Regions from separate parts of the Mus musculus genome. Here region 2 is linked to region 1. Evidence: chromatin contacts called from public Micro-C data. All regions are on one chromosome and are shown on one strand. Each heading gives the region's core, a stretch centred on a gene start, on an enhancer-like site or on the middle of the called end of the contact. The rest is flanking DNA. Distances are from core to core; before and after follow the strand shown.

The links. A called contact is a pair of places that touch in the nucleus more often than the background predicts.
Region 2: a Micro-C map of granulosa cells shows a contact between it and region 1, with 2.4 times the contacts expected there. The contact joins the promoter of Zfp142 here to the enhancer-like site in region 1. A contact is called at or near these places in 6 of 39 promoter capture datasets (the HPC-7 cell line, cranial neural crest, frontonasal cranial neural crest and 3 more), 35 of 484 Hi-C or Micro-C datasets (the AML12 cell line, B cells, the Ba/F3 cell line and 23 more), 8 of 115 datasets of contacts at active chromatin or transcription factors (the 230-238 cell line, astrocytes, bone marrow-derived dendritic cells and 3 more) and 4 of 9 other capture datasets (adipose tissue, embryonic stem cells, liver and 1 more).

What each region holds. Positions count from the first base shown.
Region 1 is chr1:74,451,096-74,455,402 of GRCm38.p6, reverse strand. Usp37 (ubiquitin specific peptidase 37) reads left to right here. Exons shown (of 24, transcript NM_001310662.1): 18 at 1,320-1,575; 19 at 2,550-2,716. Among named protein-coding and RNA genes, the nearest start is that of Vil1, 44 kb to the right of the region's middle. Within about 2 kb of position 2,627, at least 51 of the 459 cell types and tissues checked have an H3K27ac peak or open chromatin away from gene starts, as enhancers often do. A contact at or near this core is called in adipose tissue, bone marrow-derived macrophages, granulosa cells and 2 more, where this site is marked.
Region 2 is chr1:74,585,224-74,589,822 of GRCm38.p6, reverse strand. It overlaps Zfp142 (zinc finger protein 142), which reads left to right and starts at 1,795. Exons shown (of 9, transcript NM_001310668.1): 1 at 1,795-2,259; 2 at 4,126-4,439. The coding sequence starts at 4,160. It overlaps Bcs1l (BCS1-like (yeast)), which reads right to left and starts at 1,534. Exons shown (of 8, transcript NM_001305652.1): 1 at 1,430-1,534; 2 at 1-337. The coding sequence starts at 264.

The DNA.
Region 1 (4,307 bases), core at 1,378-3,877:
TAATTTTTTATTAGATATTTTCTTCATTTACATTTCAAATGCTATCCCAAAAGTCCCCTATTCCCCCCCCCCCGCCCTGCTTCTCTATCCACCCACTCCCACTTCTTGGCCCTGGCGTTCCCCTGTACTAGGGCATATAAAGTTTGCAATGCCAAGGGGCCTCTCTTCCCAATGATGGCCGACTAGGCCATCTTCTGCTACATATACAGCTAGAGACATGAGCTCTGGGAGTACTGGATAGTCAATATTGTTCCACCTATAGGGTTGCAGACCCCTTCAGCTCCTTGGGTACTTTCTCTAGCTCCTCCATTGGGGACCCTGTGTTCCATCCTATAGATGACTGTGAGTGTCCACTTCTGTATTTGCCAGGCATTGGCATAGCCTCACAAGAGAGAGCTATATCAGGGTCCTTTCAGCATAATCTTGCTGGCATATGCAATAGTGTCTGCATTTAGTGGAGAGCTGAAGGGTTCTAATTGCTTCCCTGGAATATGAAAGAATACTAGAAATTCTCCTAGAATAAAAGGAACTCCATATATTTTTATGATTTATATAATCTTGTGTAGTTTTCATTTTTCTCATTTAAGACTAGACAATATTACTAGGTGATGTCCCAGTACTTAGGAGGCAGAAACAGGTGGCTATCTGTGAGTCTGGTTCATATAGTAGTTCCAGGCCAGTCAGAGCTATATAATCTGACTCTGCCAGCCAGCATTTAAAATAGAATATTTAGGATAATAAAAAGAATGTTTACAGTATAATCCATGTATATCTAGTACTTATTACCTTTGACTAATCTTTTGATTTTTGGGCTTTTTTGAGACAGGATTTCATGTTATAGCCCAAGCTGGCCTAGAACTTACAACAGTTTTCTTGCCTCTGCCTTCTAAGTGCTAGAATTACAGGCATGCACCACCACACCCAGTTAACTTATTGTTTTGAGTAACTTTATTTTAGCAGTGTTTACCTTCCACATTTCTTTAAAGGGTATACTTGGCACTGTTGTAATCAAGCAAAACTGTTCAGTTTGGAGTTGTAGCTCAGTTGGTAAAGTGCTTGCCTAGTACATGAAGCTATGGGTGTGAGCAACAGCACCACAGAAGCCAGACATGGTAGCACACAAATTCAGTTCCACACTCTTATTTTTAAATTGTGTGTGTAGCCATCTTTCTAGCCTCCCAGTTCCCACTTTAAACTCTAGAGTATATTAGATATAGTGTTGAGCATTAGCTATATTGATTGATTGACATTCATATTGGTAGACATTGGGTATATTAATGGACATTTTGCCTTCTTGTAAAAGTAATGCTCTTCTTCAGGATTTGAAATTGTGCAGATTAGAGCCTGGGAAGGCAGAACTGGAGAACTCAGGATTTGACAGAATGAGTGAGGAAGAGGTGCTGGCAGCTGTGTTAGAGATAAGCAGGAGAGAAGCTTCGCCGGTACTTAGCCCTGAAGATGATGATAAGCCAACCAGCAGTCCGGACACCGGCTTTGCAGAAGATGATATTCCAGAAATGCCTGAAAATCCAGATGCTATGGAAATTGAGAAGTCCAAAACAATCACTGAGCCAGGTAAGGTTCACCAAGATAAGTATCTGTTACACAAAACATGTGTTCCAGAGCCTTTACTGACATGCAGCTTCTAAGTTATCCTAAAGCCCTCACATTTGGACATGGAAGTCATAGAGCGATATCGCAAAATTATTTTCTAGATTTTTGTGGAGTCAGAGCGTCTTAATTTCAAATTACTTTATATGCAAGTAAAATAATAATTAGTGTATCCTCAGGATAACAAAACCCAAAAAGCTGATGGTGTTCTTCTGAGGTATTTATTTCCTCTTAATGCAATGTATTCCCCTGCTCTTGTTAGTCACTCTATAATGCATATCACTTGGTCATAGTCATTCTTTGTTTTCAGAACCATTCTGTGGGTCAGTGCTTCTAAATCAAGGGCATTCTCTGCTGCCCTGGAATGGTCGTCACAAATAGAGAGACATGGACTACTTCTGGCATGAGCCACTTCCATTTCCATAGATGAAAGGGATCTTTAATTCCTGTAAGGTGGCTCTCCTATCTCAGAGAGTCTGGGGAATTCTGCTAAAATTTACAGCATACACACTTCTCCATTTCCCACTCCCCAAAAGGCCTCATCGGCACCTCATGCAAATTATTAATGATACTGAGCCTGAGAAACCCTGATATAGATGTGGTAAGATGAAATTATTTGTCCCAAAAAATTCTAAGTACAACTGGGAGTATAGTAGCTTGGTAGCTTGTTTAGTAGCTGTGTGCCCACCATGCACAAAACCCAGCATCCCCAAACCAAGCATGATGGTGTGTACAGTAATCCCATCAAGGAAGTGTAGATGGGAGGTCAAAGTCTCGGCCATCCTCAGATACTTAGAAAGTTCTAGGCCTGCCTGAGCTACATTAGACCCTAACCTATAGTGTTAATGAGGGCAAGGTAAATTACTCTTTCTTAACAGTAGGTGTCACTAGAGTCCACAAAGTTCAGGGTTTCTCCAAAATAATGTTTTGCTTTTCAGGTCCTGCTAGTTTTACTGAGATAACAAAAGACTGTGATGAGAATAAAGAAAACAAAACTCCAGAAGGCTCTCAGGGAGAGGTTGATTGGCTCCAGCAGTATGACGTAGACCGGGAAAGAGAAGAGCAGGAGCTGCAGCAAGCACTGGCTCAGAGCCTTCAAGAGCAAGTAAGACACTTTCTTCCTGTTGCTGCTGCTTCCATGCTTCCAGGAGTGGAATCACAAAGACTGGCGTGTTAATCATTTACTGTGTGTTAGTCATTCATTGCTCCTAGATAGCTACATACAATTAGTTATTGGAAAAAAATTATTTGGGCTTGTTTGGACTGGAACAGTTATTAAATTAGTAGGGTTTTTATTATTAAAATGGAATAAAATATTGTTGGCCATGTTATATGCTATAGGGATGTTAAAGATTATTCCATTAGCTTTATTCTGCAAGCTGTCAACAAGTACCTCACCATGATTTTATGAGTGGTAGATTATTGTTTGGTTATTTTCTGGTTGTGAGCCATCTCTTCAGCCCTGGTTATTTTTTTTACAATATTTCTTTTACTATAAATTATTTGACCACAAATATCTAAAATCTAATAATTTTTAAATTCTGGTGATTGGACCCTTATTTTGTCTGTTTGTTTTGCTTTTTTGTCGTTTTGTTTTTCAAGAAAGAGTTTCTTCATGTAGTTCTCACTGTCCTGGAACTATCTCTGTAGACTAGGCTGCCTTTGAACTCAGAGAGATTGGCCTGCCTCTGCCTCCCAGGGCTGGTGGTAAAGGTGAGCACCCCAGCCACCTGGCAGACCAGTGCTTTTCAATCTTGATTATGTTTTAAAGTTACCTGAGGTGCTCCAAAAATACTGATGCCTGAATTGTCCTAATACTGATAAATCTTTAAAGGATAAACCTTGGATATGGACTGGGCATCTGGATTTCTCTTTCTTTTAATCTAGATTTTAAAAGTCTTCCCTGGTGATTCTAATGAACAACTAAGATTGAGAAGAGCTCCTTTACAATCTCAATCGGTTCTTCTAACCTTTTATTTATAAGCAGTGCTTTTCTACTTACAGTGTAATAAGATACATGTATGTGACGCTGGAGATGGGACCCAGGTCCTTATACAAGGATTTTACTACTGAACTTTGTCCCCAGTCATAAAGGCAGTTAAACATTTTATTTTTTTCCTGTTTTTTGGTTTTTCGAGACAGGGTTTCTCTGTACAGCCCTAGCTGTCCTGGAACTCACTATGTAGACCAGGCTGGCCTTGAACTCAGAAATCCTCCTGCCTCTGCCTCCCAAGTGCTAGGATTAAAGGCATACACCACCACTGCCCGGCTCAAACATTTTTATTTACATTTTTTTTCTTATTTTGTTTTGTTTGAGACAGGGTTTCTCTGTGTAGACCTGTCTGTCCTAGAACATGCTCTGTAGACCAGGTTGACCTTGAACCCAGAGATTTGCCTGCCTCCGCCTCCCAAATGCTTGGGATTAAAGGTGTGTGCTACCACTGCCCAGCCTACTTATATTTTTTCCTAAGAATACCTTTGCTGTTTCAGAAAAATGACAGTCAAGGGTCTTCATTTAGTATTGCTGCCAAACCTGTCTTGTGGATCTGGTTTCTTTAGTTAGAATAAAGTAGAAATAGATGGCTCGGTAACCTGTAGGGATACTGCTCATTCTGCTGTCACACACAGGGTATGAGTGTCTCCTGGATGGAAGTGTTCATCATCCGCTCAGGAGAGCCAGTTGTGTTCTACACTAC
Region 2 (4,599 bases), core at 546-3,045, 140 kb before region 1:
ACTTTCATGCTGAAGGTATGAGGTTTCAACACTGAGGTGCTGAGTGCGGGTGCTGTGTCGGGTAAGCCAGCTAAGCAACCAGGCATAGCTTCTGTCTCTGGCAGGGACTTCCAGTGTGATCATGTAATGGCGCCGGAATGCCACTAGACCCAACTGGGCTCCTTTCCGGGCCATAGCCAGAGCCGTACCCACACCTACCAGCCCAAATCCAGCCCCAAAGTAGGGATTGTCTTTAAGGGCCAGAACAAAGTCTGAAAATGGCATCTTGAAAAGAAGCAGCACAGATGCTTATAGGCTCTGAGGCACTGTCAAAACCGAGGGATGGATTGTAGCAGAACTGGAAGAAAGCATAAGACTAGTATAGAAACTAGACCAGTCAATCTTGCTCCGCTCCCTCCCACAGAAGCAAGATGGACAGGTCAGCAGGACTGTGTTTCAGTGGAGTAGGAATGGTGTTGGAATGCCACAGCAAACACCCCAGGCTCTTCAATCCATTTTGCTCTTCAGTTAGACCTTTTGCCAGAAGGCCATTTTGGAGAGTTTCTCAATTCCAAAAAGCAATGTACCCAGCTCCACATCAGGATACTAGAAAGGCAAGACTCTGGTCCCTGGCAAGAGCTAGACAGAAGGGTCCCCACTGAATGGAATCGGCAAAGGTGATTTTTCCATTGCTCTGTCAATGACCACATGCCTTACCATCAGAAATGTCTTTCAAATATCCTCTCCCTTACACCCCGTTCCTAATGTCCTGTACAGACATTTATTACTTCTCACCTAAACTATTTCTTGCAAGTTATTTTGGTTCTTGAGGTGATATTTGAATGGACCTTCAGCACCTGCATCATCCAAACCCACCAATCCCAGACACGCTACAATTCTGTCACTTGTATTCCAGCACCCTTGGTGCCTTGCTCCCATTGGGTTCAAATACCACAGCCGGATACGCAGGGATGCCTACATTAGAATGCGTACCTTTACTAGCAAATCACTACCTACTTCTAGCTCTCTCAGTTCTGTTGGTACCGAATGACCCCCACCCCTTTATTCTAGGCATTCTTTTTCATTGAGATCATATAGTCTACTTCTTCCACGGAGCCTTTTTCTTTTTCTTTTTTTTTTTTTTTGGAGCCTTTTTCAAATTCAACCCAATTAAGATGTGACTAAGCCTAACTTAAGACAATGCCTAAGGGGACAAAATGGCAATTATTTCCAGAACACCTCTCCTTGCAACACTTCTCCACTGCCACTCCTCTGCCTGGCACACCGGCCCACTGGTGAATTGACAGCCGTGACCTCCGCTAAGGCTCGGAGCTGTGATCCAGAATTCCAAAGCACCTTTGCATGGAGAGCCGCTGACGAAGATCTCCTGGCCCCCGGCTCCCGAACCCTGACACACAGCAGCTGACTCCCGGACACCCTATACACAGACCTGCTCGCGCTTCCAGGAACGTGGGAGAGAGAAATCTGTCACTCCGCCCCCTTCCCTCCATGACTCTCTGGCCCTCACACTCGATGGTTTCGCCGGGCCTACGAAGAGGCAGCGCCGCTAGTCCCGCCCCGGACTGCTGCATCTACTTCCGGCCACACCCACCACGGAGTCCTTGCCACTCTTCCCTGCAATTCTCGATGGTTCCGCTTTGGGGCTTCAGAAGGGGGGTACTCAAGGACATAGAGGGGAAACCATAGAGTAGCACGGGCCTTGAAGAGAGACAGAGTGGCTGCCACACGTCAGATTCCTAGAGGCGCCTGGGCCGGGGGCGGCCACATCAAAGGCCCCCGAGGAGCCACTCCAGTCCCAGTCGGACCATAGAGATGCAGCTCCCGCCAGCCCACGGGTAGGAGGTGAGAGAGCGGCTGTCGGCGGGAACCAGGGGAAGTGCGGGCGCTGTGAGCTGAAGGTAAAAGTTTCTCTAGCTCCAGCTTGAGTGGGCCCTGGAGGTGGAGCCCGCGGGAGGAGGTGCTGCGGGGAGCGCGCCGGTGAGAGGGGCGCGGGCGCATCTCTGCTGGACTCGGGCGTCTCAGTCGCGTCACAGCTCCGGGCCCCGCCCGGGTATCCGCTGCCTCTCCTCAGGACCAGAACCGTGACGATGCATCATCCCAAGCCTTGCAGGTTCCAAAACGCCTTTCTCCTCCGCTGTATCTCGTGACTTGGCTGTCGCCCCACAGTGTAAAAGCTGTCGTCGCCGCCGCCTCCACTTTACAGACAGGAAAGCTGAGGTCCTGAGAAGCGAGGCAAGTGCATCGACTCAAGGCTACACGGTGAGTCAAAGCCCAGAGGCGCGTGGGAACTGAGGTGCCTACGCAGGGTTGCCTTGTTCCCCAGGCTTCGGTATCCCTTGCTTCTCCAGTCTCAAAAGCACGTTACTTCTTTCTGGCTCTCTCCTACCTCCTCCCCCGCATCTTCCTGAGGCCATGTGATGGGCTGGAAGACCGCCTAGAGCAGCAATAATTAGTAGTCCGTGGGGGCTGTGATTTCCAAAAAGCCTCGCTGACCACGGAAGTGCACTTCCCTGCCTCCTTCTTGAATTGCTGTCTGTTCCTGCTGTTATGCTTTTTAAAGACATATTTGTTTATTTTATGTATGTGAGTACACGGTTGCTTTCTTCAGACACAGGAGAAAGGGCATCGGATCCTATTAACAGATAGTTGCGAGCCACCATGTGGTTGCTGGGAATTGAACCCAGGACCTCTGGAAGAGCAGTCAGTGCTCTTCATCACTGCGCCATCCCTACAGCCCTCGTGCTGTTTTTACGTGGAGGGATTCTGTAGAATGAGAACTAGCCACTCTCACCTGGCACATACTCAGTGACCCAGTTTTGTTTGAAACAGGGCCTCACTGTTTAGCTCTGTCCTGGAACTCACTATGTAGACCAGGCTGGCCTCAAATTCACAGATACCTGCCTGCCTTTGCCTCCTGAGTCCTGGAAGTTTAAAAAGATTATCTCATTTATTTCAGTCGAGTTGAACAGGACATGCAGTTTAATACCTTTGTTTCTCAGTTGTGTTCCCACTGGAGGCTTTAGTAAGTTAGTGAATTGGAAATTTACCTTGTATTTGAGGAACCACTGGCTTGATACCTTAGTTTAAAAGATCTGGGTTTACTGCAACTCAGCTGGTCCACTAGAATTTCCATTTTGTCTAACTTACCTAGCTTGTTGATGCTTAGGGTCCAGTGAAGTGAAAAATGCCAATAAACTCCTCAAAGCTCCACATTCAGTATTGGGATAGATCATTTGTACAGTGCTTGCCTGGCATGCACAAAGCCCTGGGTTTGATCCCTAACAACACATTTTTTAAAAAGTGTGAGACTAGAGAAATGGCTCAGTGGTTAAGAGTAAATGCTGCTCTTTCTGAGAGCCTGAGTTCAGTTTTCAGCCCCCCAAATCAGGTGTCTGACAAGCACCCCAGCTTCAGGGAGTCCACCACCATTTTCTGGACAGCTGAACTATACATCTAGGAAGGGAGATTGATAGAGAAACAACAGCACAGTGTGGTTTCTGACAGAACTACATACAAAGGCTTTCAGGACAACAGAAAAGAGAAAATTAAGAATGTTAGGACACACTCATAGCAGAAATGTTTGTTTTCTTAAGGAGTATCTGACTAGCTAGACAAGAGATTTTGATGGGTTGAATGGGAGGGGTGAGAAAGTAGAAGGGTCTGTAAGCAAAAAAGTGAGTCAGAGAATGGCAGATCATCAGGTTAGGAGGGCAGAGTGGGAGGGATGCCTGGGGAGGTAGGTCAATGAGGACCATAAGTGAAGGAATCGTATCATATCTATACTGAGGAATAATGAGACCATCGAGTAGTAAGAGAGAGAGCCTTTGACCCCACTCAGTTTTGTTGCCAGGGTTACTTTGCAGGAACCAGAACCTGTAATCTTTAATTTAGTCAGCCTCAGCTTGTTGGTTCTCTACTAATTCTGACTTTTAATCTCATATTTTTGTATTGAATGTTGTTTTGAAAATGTTTAGAATAATAAAGTGTGGCATGTTGCTATAGAAGGAAATGATTAAATGTGTGGGCCAGCTTAAGAGAAATTAAGAGTTCTAACTGTGTGTGTGTATATATATATATATATATATATGTACATATAGCTTTTTTTTTTTTTTTCTGGTTTGTCAGCATTTAGGAGACCACAGCACACAAATCAGTGATAATGACAGACCCTGTGTTGGCATCCCAGCTGGCTAATGGCACTGGGGAGATGGATGGACTGTGCTCTGAACTATTGTTGATTCCCCCACCTCTCTCAAACCATGGAATCCTGGGCCCTGTCCAGAATACCTGTGCTTCTGGGGAGCTTGCACCTTTGCCTGCTGACCCAGGCTGCCTGCTGGTAGAGGCCACAGCTACTGAAGAGGGTCCAGGGAACATGGAGATCATTGTGGAAGCAGTAACTGGAACTCTGTCCCCAGGAGCTCCTGAAGAGACCTCAGGTACAAACATAGTTGCTACCAGGCCAGTGGGACACCGCCTTGAGTTTTTTCATCTGTGCTATTTTTGGTCCTTGTCTTTGAATGTGATGAGAACACAAGGTAGCATGCTATTTTTACACCCTGAGATGCTATAATTTGGTTTGCAGTTGGTGCATGTTGA